Regions from separate parts of the Cricetulus griseus genome. Here region 2 is linked to region 1. The links are chromatin contacts, called in public Hi-C maps. All regions are on one chromosome and are shown on one strand. Each heading gives the region's core, a stretch centred on a gene start, on an enhancer-like site or on the middle of the called end of the contact. The rest is flanking DNA. Distances are from core to core; before and after follow the strand shown.

The links. A called contact is a pair of places that touch in the nucleus more often than the background predicts.
Region 2: a contact with region 1 is called in a Hi-C map of the CHK-Q cell line, with 2.7 times the contacts expected there. The contact joins two enhancer-like sites. A contact is called at or near these places in 3 of 8 Hi-C or Micro-C datasets (the CHK-Q cell line, the CHO-K1 cell line and liver).

What each region holds. Positions count from the first base shown.
Region 1 is chr7:129,868,416-129,873,962 of CriGri-PICRH-1.0, reverse strand. The region is part of intron 2 of Septin9 (septin-9); the gene reads right to left. Among named protein-coding and RNA genes, the nearest start is that of Septin9, 79 kb to the right of the region's middle. Within about 2 kb of position 3,387, at least 2 of the 6 cell types and tissues checked have open chromatin away from gene starts, as enhancers often do.
Region 2 is chr7:129,920,063-129,925,609 of CriGri-PICRH-1.0, reverse strand. Septin9 (septin-9) reads right to left here. Exons shown (of 12, transcript XM_027425556.2): 11 at 3,410-3,461; 12 at 658-2,456. The coding sequence ends at 2,321. Among named protein-coding and RNA genes, the nearest start is that of Septin9, 130 kb to the right of the region's middle. Within about 2 kb of position 2,144, at least 1 of the 6 cell types and tissues checked has open chromatin away from gene starts, as enhancers often do.

The DNA.
Region 1 (5,547 bases), core at 2,138-4,637:
ATCTGTAATGAGTCCTAACCACGGCTAGTTGGACACTACGTTCAGGGGTCAGTGGCGCAGGCAGGTCTGTCACTGCTCCTTTCCCGTGGGACGTGGGCTGCTGTGGGAGGGTTAGTGCCCTGCACACTGGTATCTGCAGAGGGCGTGTTTCTACTCACTTCCCGCCAGCAGCCTCCCCGCCAGCCTTCATCTTGGCCAGAGGAAGAGAGGGTGACATTAGAGACAGGAGCTACCGAGTGAGGGTGCAAGCCACCCTCCATCATTGCGGGGCACTGCACCCCACCCTCCTCTTCCAGCTCATCAGTCACTGAAGCTAGCAGAGGTCTCGAGAGTCCCTGGAGGGCTGGATCCAGAGGATTCCACAGATGTGGCCTGGGACAGCTTACCCTCCATCCCTGAATGGTGGGATGTGGGGAAGGTAGCAGTGTTTGCTTTTTTTTTTTCTCTCTCTTTTTTGAGGTCGGGTGTCTCTATGTATTACAAGCTAACCTCAAATTCACAATTCTCCTGCCGCAGCTTCCCAAGTACAGGGATTGTAGTCATGCCACCCAGCATTTGCCTCTTCTGCAGTTCTAGAGCCTCCTCGCCCTCCCTCTGTGCTCTCCCAATCCCCTCTGATTGGTAGCAGCAGGCCCTTGCTGCCCCGCTCCTTTTCCCGCCTCTGTCCACCCCATGCAAAGCGTTTCCACGATCACCATCCTCATTCACGATTTAGGGGCTGCTGCAGGGAGAAGGGCATGCTCGCACCATCCCTCACACACAATGTGATTCTCACTGGAGGCCCGTGCCGGGTTCACGCACATACACCCATGTGGCCACAGCCTGTCTTACCCCCAGTGCTAACTGACCCCCAGCAACTCATCCACCACAGCCATAGCGGCTTAACTACCCGAAAGGCCCCTCTGCCATCTCCCCAATGGCAGGCACACAAACCTGCTGCTTCTGCCAGCATGCCCTCTCTGGCTGCTTCTTCAGGTTCCCACAGCAGTTTCTTTTCCACACGGGGAACGAATGGCAAGCTAACATCCCCTGCCCCCCCAGACGGCAGGGCCAGAGAGAGGTCTCAGAGGGTGAAGTTGCTTGTGGCCAAGCCTGACCCTGGAGTTGGATCTCTGGAACCACACAGTAGGAGGACTGATTCCGATTAGCTACCCTCTGCCTTCCACATGTGTGCTGTGGCACGCGCACTAAATAAAAGGTAAAAATAAGATTCGAATAACGGGGCTGGCAGGCACTCCTCGCTGCTCGCAGTCTCCGCAGGCAGGGACTTAGGCTGTACTGGCTGGAAGGAAGGGCCCTCCCTCTGAGGCCATGGCAGTGAAGCCAGGACCAGAGTGAAGCAGCCAAGGATAGGCCCCTTATCTGCAGCAAGGTGCAGGCATTCAGGCATGCAAACACCAGCTGTAAAGACAAGCCTCTGTGTCCCTGGAGGCACCTCAGTCACAATGGTGTGATACCACTACACACTGCCAGGGGGCGCTCGTCACACAAATCGCCTGGATAGCTCTCCTGGGGCTGCAGCGTGGTGGGGCTATGGTGGCCACTGTGAAGGAAAGACTGCAGAGGGCAGCGCCGAGTGAGTGAGGACAGTCACACATGGGAGGGGCCAGAGGCTGCTTCCTACCACTGGGATACTACTCAGCCTGCCCTGGCATAGACCAGAAGGTGCAGGAGACAACAGTGAGATGGGGAGGGCTGGACCTGAGAGGCAGCCTCACACAGACAGGTCTCAAGTCGGTCAGTGACTAGGCATGGCAACTCTGAACCACGAAAGGAGTGGATCACAGTAAAAAACCCAGAGTCCAGCCTGTATCACACAGACTTCTGGAGCCGCTGGCTTGCTTCCCGCGCAGCTGGTTTTCCTGGGAGGCCAGTGGGTCCTGTAGACTCAGCCGCGCCCCCACCCCACCCCCGGTCCAGCATGGTCTCCCAGCTGGGCTCTTCTTCCCATGCTTGGGTTGCATGGTGTGAGCCAGGGGGGCCCTTGGGGAGTGCAGGTCACCAAGAACAGTTTGCTGAGGGAGTGGGCTGGGGAAGAGCTCACTGTGGCCCCGGTCCCACTGTGCACGGACAGGCTGAGACTCTCAGTCCCACACAGGACCTGGTCACTCAACTCTTCCTTACCAAGGGGAATCTAGGCCGGCTCCCATCCTGACAGGCAGGGATCTGAGGGAGTGGGCTTCCCCCACTTCCTCCTGGGCAATGAGCCAGCACTAACTTCAGCCCTCCCTCAGCACCCAGGCTCCAGAAGGACCCAGATTTCAGCTGGCTCCAGGCTCCAGCAAACTACTGCCTCTCAGCATCGCTCTGCAAAGCACTGTGTTTTACTTATTTATTTAAATACAAGAGTCTCGTGTAGCCCAGGCTGACCTCAAACTTGACCTCAAACTTGCTCCGCAGTCAAGGAGCAGCCTGGACGTCCACCCTCCTGCTTCCACTCCTCCGGTGCTGGGGCCACCACGCTCATTTACACAGTTCTGGGGACTGAACGGAGGGCCTCTGGCACGCTAGGCAAAGCACTCTACCAACCAAGCCACAGCCAGCCGGAAAACTTGTCAGTGCACAGAACTTTCCAGCAACGCCTCTCACCAGATTCTTCCCAAAGTCTTAGGAGGCAGGAAGACGCCTGTCAACCCATTTTATAGACACATCAACTGAGTCATAAAAGAGACTTCCAACGCCGAACACTACAAAGTCAGCAGAAAATATGGCAAGTGGAGGAGTACCTCTAACCCTGTCCTGACTGGCAGGGCCCAAGTCTGCCTTGAGGATAGAGGGTGGGGTTGGGGGACACAGAAGAGGGTCCAGAACAAAGCAAGAGACACAAAGGATGAGCAGGCCGCGCAGTTCAGGAAGCTGCAGCCTCACAGAGCAGCTGAAGTGTGTCTCCAAGATGCAATTGTGTCCAAGTAGGCTGGGCTGTTCCCTGTATCTCTGCCTCCTGTCAGCTATCCTAAGGGCCACAGAAGTGTGGCTAGCACTTGCTGGAATGTCCATGGATCCTCCCAGTTGGGCCAAGGAGGCCAAGCAGAGGCTACCCCCTCATACAGCCTGAAACCGCAAGCTTCTTCACCTGCCAGCTGAGGCGTGGCATCAAACCTTCCAAGCTGTGTGGCCTGGAGCCAGTGACTCACTCTCTCTGAGCCTTCTCTTCAACAACCACCTAGCACTTGGAACATGCAGGAACACAGCAAGCACTCAGAATTAATGAAATATTAATGTGGTCAAGAGTGAGAAGACAGGCTCCCAAGCTGTCCCTAAAATGGAAACAAACCTCTATGTGCTAAGCATGGCAGAACAAAGCCAAGGCCAGCTTCTACTGGGCTGGGCTAGACTCGGGCCCTCAGCCACCCTCCTGATGATGTCATGCTGGCACCTGCTCCTAAAACACATGTTTGGACTTTCCAGGCCATTTCCCCTCCCTCTGACCTCCCCCACGCTCTCTTACTCATTCTCTCCTCTCATGGCTGTTCAAACACAAATCCCTGAGTCCAAACATCCGCGGGCTCCCTGGCAGTGTCTGCAGCATGAATGGGGGGACATGAGCAGCAGGAGAGACCACTCATTGAGGGCTTCGGGGTCTCAGGGTGCAGAGTCTGGGAGATAGCGAAGAGGGGTTCCACCTCTATGCCCATACCCCATGAAGACCCAGCCTCTGCAACATGGGTCCCTTTAGGGGACATACTTCTTCAGTGTGTGCCAACGAAGGCCAGAGAACAACCAAAAGTGTCATGCCTCAGGGTACCACCAAGCACTTTGTTTTTAAGAGAGAGTGTCTCTCACTGGCCTGGGGTTCACCAAGTAGGCCGGGCTGTCTAGCCACCGGGCTCCAAGGATATGCCCATTTCTGCCTCCCCTGTGCTATCATGCTTGGCTTTTCTCATAGATTCTGGGCATAGAATTCAGGTCCCCATGCCTGCTATTGAGGAATCCCACTATGTGGTAACAAACCTTTCAGAGAGGCTGCCATGATGGTGCCGTATGGTCCTCCTGAGTGGTCTCCAGCCAGGTGGCAGGAAGAAGGACCTATACTATGGAGACATAGTATAACCTTTAGTGTTTGGGTCTCCCACCTGGGTCCCTAGCACTGGACCAGAGGAGGGTGAGCAGAGCCAAGGGACAGCAGAGCTGGGGACACTCTCCCTGCAGGCGGAGATGCTACTGGAAACAAGAGCTTTCTGCCCCAGGAGGCTGCCCATCCGCACAGAATCGAAAGCCACACAGAAGAAACCAGGAGTGTACAAGGCTTCCCCTGTGGGCTGTGGGAAGGTGGCTGGAGCTCTCTGGGTCTTGACTACCTGACCTGGAAAATGGCTGGTGTCAGAGACAGGACTCCTTTCCTGGATCCAGCTTCACGGGTATCACCTTCCCACCCATCAGTGGCAGTCCTGGCTCCCAGGGACAGCGGGCCCAGTGGTAAGGACAGACATTTTCTAAATTCTCTGGGCCTCTTTCTCTAACCCTGGCTTGCCCCACCTCAGCCCCTCCACCCACTCCTCTGGAGGCCCTCTCAAATCTGGAAATGAAGAGACAAAGCAAGGGGCTCCTCCCAGTCCCCTGGGCCACATCAGCTGGCTGGCCTCCCAGAAAGCCAAGCAGGACACAGGCTACTGTCCTGGCTGCCCTGTCTGGCTCCAGGACAGGGAAATGACAAGATCCTGCCTGTCTCTGCACCTGAGGCTCCTTGGGTGGCCACAAAGGGCCTGCGCTGGGTCCCAGAAGTCCCAGGAGAGCTGGGTGCTATTCAAGGCAATGAACACCCAGCGTGGAGCTCAGAGCCAGGAAGACAAAAAGGATAGCCCAGGGGGCTCAGAGGACCCCAGGCCTGAGCAGTTGGACTGTGAAATGGAAGTGCCAGCTCCTGGAGGTCAGACACCCTGCAGCCTGCACCCTGGCATGGCTTCAGGAAACCCCAGAGAAAGGGGAGGCCAAGGTGTGCAATCTCTTAGAGGCTTGCTGTTAATCTCCTCCCTGGGGTCAACACTCAGCTCATTGCAACCAGAAAGAGGCCTATCCCATCCCCAGGATAACTAACTGATGAGCCCTGAGTGAGCTGCCCAGAGTCAGCTAAAGTCTACCCTTAACACGAGGGCACTATGTGCTGGGATATGCCAGTCTCCCATCCTGGACATGCAGCAAAACCACCCAGCAGAGTCACAGGCAGCACAGCGCAGGGTCACTCTGCTCACCCAGCAGAGTCACAGGCAGGATAGCACAGGGTCACTCTGCTCACCCAGCAGAGTCACAGGCAGCACAGCGCAGGGTCACTCTGCTCACCCAGCAGAGTCACAGGCAGCACAGCGCAGGGTCACTCTGCTCACCCAGCAGTGGGGACTCCAGTCCCACACACTCCATCAGCTTCCCATGGCAACAACACATCTAGGCACTCAGGCTCATCCTTCCCCAGGTTAGCAAGGGTTCTATCTGCCTGCCCACTGGCCGGCACTGCCTCCCATCCATCCCTCCAGAGCAGCACAACTGCCGGACTCCCCTACCCTAGCATGTCAGCAAGCAAGCGCTGGACGCTCTCTGGGTCTTGACTGCTGG
Region 2 (5,547 bases), core at 895-3,394, 53 kb before region 1:
ACATCTAAAGAGAGCATCTCTCAAGACATACAGGAGAGGGTGTGTGAAGACAGGGTTGGAGCCAGGAGCAATGCAGTCTCTAGGATCAGGGAGAGCAGAGGGCTCTCTCTTCGGGATTGTGGATGGAGCAGGGTCATTCCAACACTTGATCCAGGGCTTCCAGAACTATGGGAATGTAGACTTCTGCTATTGTAGGGAACCTGGTTTGTGGTCATTTGTCACAGGAACTATTGGACATTAAAGCGCACACACAAAGGAGCCAAGGCCAGGCTCCTCCCCCTTTCCATCCCAGTTGGCTCAGCCAGGCCTCTGGAACCGTATATGGTTTAGTTCTCTTCTAGTAACACTGTTCATAGGGCCTGGAACAATAACATTTATTAGTATTTATGTGTATATATGTGTACAGGTACCATCATAGACCAGAAGAGGGCGCAAGATCCCCCTGGAGCTGGACTACAGGCGGTTGTGAACCACTTGAGTGGGTCAGTTAACTGAGTTATTTGGAAGAGCACTTGTCCCCACTGAGCCACTGCAAGTTTGAATTCAGGGTCTCACAGAGCCCCATCTCTTCCAGCAGGAGCCTCCATCCACCTGTTAAACCCGTTAATGGACCAGACAAATTCAAGCCAAGAGAACCCACTGCCATTCCAGAACGAGCCAGTTTGTATTTGAAACATTTATTTCAGGAAATACACTTCGACACTTTGTTATTTATACAAAAAGAGGCACCCCTCCCCCCAAGAGGCCCCCAGTGAAAGGCCGAGTGGAACAGCCTGGTGAGACGAACAGTTTTCAGTGGCTGGTTACAGAGGCACATGTCACCCTGATGACACTGGGCTGCTGCTGAGTCCCCAGGGACACTGGGGCTGGGGAAGGCCAAGGTGCCCGGGGGTCCAGCATGCTGAAGATTTCCTTCAAAGTCCTGATTTTTGGCAAAAGAACTTGGCAAGCTGGCAAGCGAACTGTTCGGCTACAGGGCTCGTTGAGGGGCCTTCCACGCTTGGGTGGGGGAGTAGACACCCAATACAGGGAAACCACGAGCACCCCACATCTGTGCATCCCCCCCCTCCCACCGCACTTCTAGGCTGCAAGCTAGCCCAGGGTCTGTAGAGACACCTTCCCCAAGCTGGTCCAAGCTGTCTACACTCACCAAACTCCTCCCAGAGACAGGACAAGAATGGTGGGCAAACAGAAAGGGCTTGGCTTTGGTCAGCTGTGCATGGATGGTCCCAACAGTTCTCTCTGAGAGAAGATGAGGAGGCCTGGCTCTGCTATGAAACCTTGCCCCTTGGTCTGGCTAGCCATCTCTGACGCCCTTGGGGTGTTATGATGGGTTCTGGGACACACGGGACTAGGCACATGAAGACAGCAAAATGGTCAGGTTTTCCTGGCTCCCACCCAGCGCAGTCACTGAATCAAGGCTCCAGCCTGAGCAGTGGGGAGGTGGGGGGGGGGAGGGGGGGGGGGAGGCAACTGGAGACAATGTAGACAGAGCAAATCCGGTCAAACCCGGACCCTTTCCCCTGGCACCGGGCAGGCAGAGCAGCTGCCATGCACCTTTCCGCCCTCCTTCCGTGGCTCCCTCCCTCAGCTCCACCTTCTGGGGTGGGGGTGGGGCCATCTTTCCTGCCTTGTTTTTATAATTAAAGCCCGGTAGCAGAGTCTACAGCACAGGGGAAGGAGATCCAGGGGAGGGGAAGAGACAACTCCTCTCCCGTGCTTCCCCGCATTTCGTCTGGGAAGAGGGGACTGGTTCTTGTGGATCAAGGCACTTTCTGCTCTGGGACAAGCTTGAGAGAGAAGGGGCATGGTTGTCACTATGTCTAAGTGATTGGCAGCTTTGGTTGTGGATGTCTTTAGCTTCCTTGGGGAGCAGGCAGCTGAGGGCGTTATGAACAAGGACCCACACTCGTAGAGGGACAGGTGGGGCTCCAGGACTATCTGGCCAGCTCCATCCTCCCCTGGGTGCAGCCTGCTTTTGAGGCTGTGGCCATGGGGACTTGCTATAGACTTCAGCTCAAAACTTGGAGTGGGCATGGACACACAGCTCTTGTAAGCCCTCAGGAGGGGCTGAGTCTGGTCTAGCCTTCCCAGCAGGGCACAGAGGCAAGCACAGGATGTAGTCCCGCCCACCCTGCTGCTGCAGCCAATAAGAGCACACTTGGAAGATAAGCCCTCCCTTGTTACTGGGCAGAGTGTGGAAAGAGAAAGGGGCGGGTGACAAATGGAGACGACTATATAAAATAAGACAGGGTAGGTGGGTAGGTGGGCCAGGGAGGATGAGAAGATTTGGGGGTGGGGTCCAGGGGCGGGATGGCGTCTACATCTCCTGGGCTTCTGGATCCTTCTCCTCAACCCCGTTGGCCATGGCGCTGTTGCCCTCGTTGAGGCGTTTCACACGGTAGGCTTCGAAGTGGATGCTGCTAGTGATGTCTTTTATGTTCTGCATGTGTGTCCTGCAGGGAATTCGGCCAGCACGGGGGTGACCACCTAGCCTGCCTGGGGTCACAACCACCTGCTCCTCCCTCCCGGCATTAGAGGCAGCCCGCAGGCTCTTGGTGTACACACAGCAGGCCCAGGCAGAGTCGGTCCGCCCTGTGTAGCTCACATTCTAATCCACACCCCTTCTCCCTGGGTCCACACTGGCTAGTCAGGGTCTGCACAGGGGTGGAGGGCTGAGCACTAAAAACACAAACTTGAAAGGTCCCAAGGCCCCACCAGTGGGCAGCACTGGGGTATTCGTGCTCCAAGACAGAAGTTTATGCTGTGGCCAGCAGGAGGCAGCAGGTGACCTCAGTCCCCAGAGATATCCACCCTGCCATCCCTCCTGAGTTTTGTCGTTGTTGTTGTTGTTTCCTAGTTTCTTTTTGCAGGTGGGAGCCAGGACCCTAAGCCTGCCAGGCAAGCTCTACCACTGACCCACACAGCAGACTGCCACTCCCCTTTATTTGGGAAGGGGAAGTCGGAAGGGCCAGGAGTCCCTAAGGTGGTAAGGTTTGTTCTTGGAAGTCCCACCCCAGATCCCTTGCCCTGCATCTTTTTTCCTCTTAATAGATTTTCATTATACAAAATAGGTTTCATTATGATATTTTTCTTTTGTTTGTTTTGAGACATATAGTCCAGGCTGTGCCCTTAATAGCGATAGCTGAATTTAGCAGGCTTAGACGACCATGGGGGACCAAAATTCAGCCCCTCTCATCCTGGTGACTTCATAAGGTTAAAAACAATTCCCATTTTTTTTTTTGTTTTTGTTTTTTGCTCATTCCCAAGAGGGTTTGGTTTGGTTTTCAGCTTTAGACAATGGGTTCCTGAGGGCAGGGCTGACAACAGGCAGCTGCCAGCAGGGTGGGAGCCTCTGCCCACCCATCAGGTCTTCCCAAGGAGTCTTCAGAGCCGATGGCTGACTTACCTAATGAGGAGATCCCGAAGGTAGGCAAATTCACAGTGAGTGGTGTTCTCAACTGCAGAAAAGAGAAGGACGTTCAATGTCCAGTGAGAAGAAAACTGCTCCTCTCTTATCCAGCAACGCCAACAGCTTCCAGAAAGCCTTACCCACAGTGGGCAGGTGATTGACAGTTACTCAGCTAGTTTTGGAGTCACCTGGGAGACACATCTCTAGTGTGTCTATGTAGGTGCATCCAGAGAGGTTCAGCTGAGGGAGGAGCCACCCTGAATGTGGACAGCAGCATCCAGTGGGCTGGGGTTTTCCAGCCGAATAAAAGGAGAAAGTGAGCTGAGATCCAGCACTTATTTCTCTCTGCTTCCTGGCTGCGTATGTCATGTGACCAATTGCCTCTCGTTATGCCACCATGACTCCCCGCCATGATGGACTGTACCCCAGAACTATGAGTCAAAGTAAACCCTCATTCTTTACGCTCCAGGCTTGGGTGAATCTTGGCTTCTCTGACCCAGTTTCCCAGTAAAATGGGCTAATGGCTCAGTGGATAAGGGCATTTACTGCCAAGCCCAGCACCGGAGTTTGAATCCCAGAACCACATGGAACATCCTGCGAGTTGTCCTCTGACTGCCACATGCATGTTCTGGCATGTGCAAGACCTCTTCCCCTCAATGAAATATTGTAAAATGAAATTTAAGTGGGAGAATAGCATGTTTCATGCCTCGGGGGCACAAAGGGACCAAATGAGCCAATGATGCTATTGGACTTTGTGAGGCTTCCGCCTACTTATGTTCAAGGAACAAAGCAGCTTTCCATCCTCGCAAGACAGATAGGCACTTGAGATGGTGCACACCAAGGAGGAGGGAAGGAGTGGGCACAAGTGGATAGGGCTTGTTCAGTTATGAACTCACAGGTGTGTGTGCGCGTCCCTGATAGGAACTCCCACCATGCTCCTATCCCCAGGGTCCTCACAAGAAGGCTGCTGCTGGATATGGAAACCACCACCCGGGGGCGTACCTTTATAGGCTCATGGACCCTCTAACCCGCTTAACTTCCTGGCAATTTCTCATTGAGTGTGTGCAGTACCCAAGTTGACCACCAGGCGTCAGACAAGACACGCCAATGCCATTCTCAGATCGCCAGCGGCCCCTACTCCACACCTTCCTCACTCCAACCATGCCTTGCATATTTGGGGAGAGATGCAGAGAGGATGAGCAGAGACAGGAAGGAGGGGCTGAGGGAAATGAAGCTGAGCTTTTGAGAGAATAGCTTCTGAGTAGCCCTAAGGTCACCTCTGGGGTCCATCATCTGGCATGGAGCAGGGTGCTACAGAAAGCCACAGGTACCTAAAACACCGGAGCACATATATCCCCATGGTGCCCCACAGGGCAGACCCACATGGAAGGTACAGCAGGAAAAGGGATGGGCGGGAAGGGCAGACAGGTCCTCTTCAGTGCTTAACTTCAGAAAGACCAGCCAACAACTCCTAACTCCAGAGCCCCGTGCAAGCAAGGCACCCCCACCTGGCTGCTCATTCTCTGTCCTCACACCGGGATTTTCCTCCCTTGCTCCCCCCTTGACCTTGCTGTAGGAGGGATGGATGATGTTGAATCCAGGATCCTCCTGCCTCCATTTCTCAAATGCTAAGATCACAGACAGGGACCAGCAAACCTGGCTTATGTGGTACGGACCACAAAGCGTAACTCAGTCCAGGCAGTCTGTGGAGTCTGTCCACTAGCTCACCGGTTCTCAACCTGTGGGCTGCAACCCTTTGCAGGGTCAAATGACCCCATTCACAGGGGTCACATAAGACCATTGGGAAACACAGGTATTTAAATTATGATTCATAGTAGTAGCAAAATTACAGTTATGAAGTAGCAGTGGAAATAATTTTATCATTGGGGGGTCACCAATAACACTATTCTAACTCTTCTCTGCAAAGTGGATGAGTAAAGGGTCCTGGAGGGCTGAAAGGGTTAAATGATAACCCACTAAGGGGGAGGTGCTGGGCTGCAGGCCTCCATACTCAGAGCCAGGAAACACCCTCACCAGATTCTTAGAGAAACAGCTTCTTAAAGAGCTCTAGAAGGCCTGGTGTGGTGTGCGTCTATAACCCCAGCACTGGTGTGGTGTGTGCACCTATGACCCCG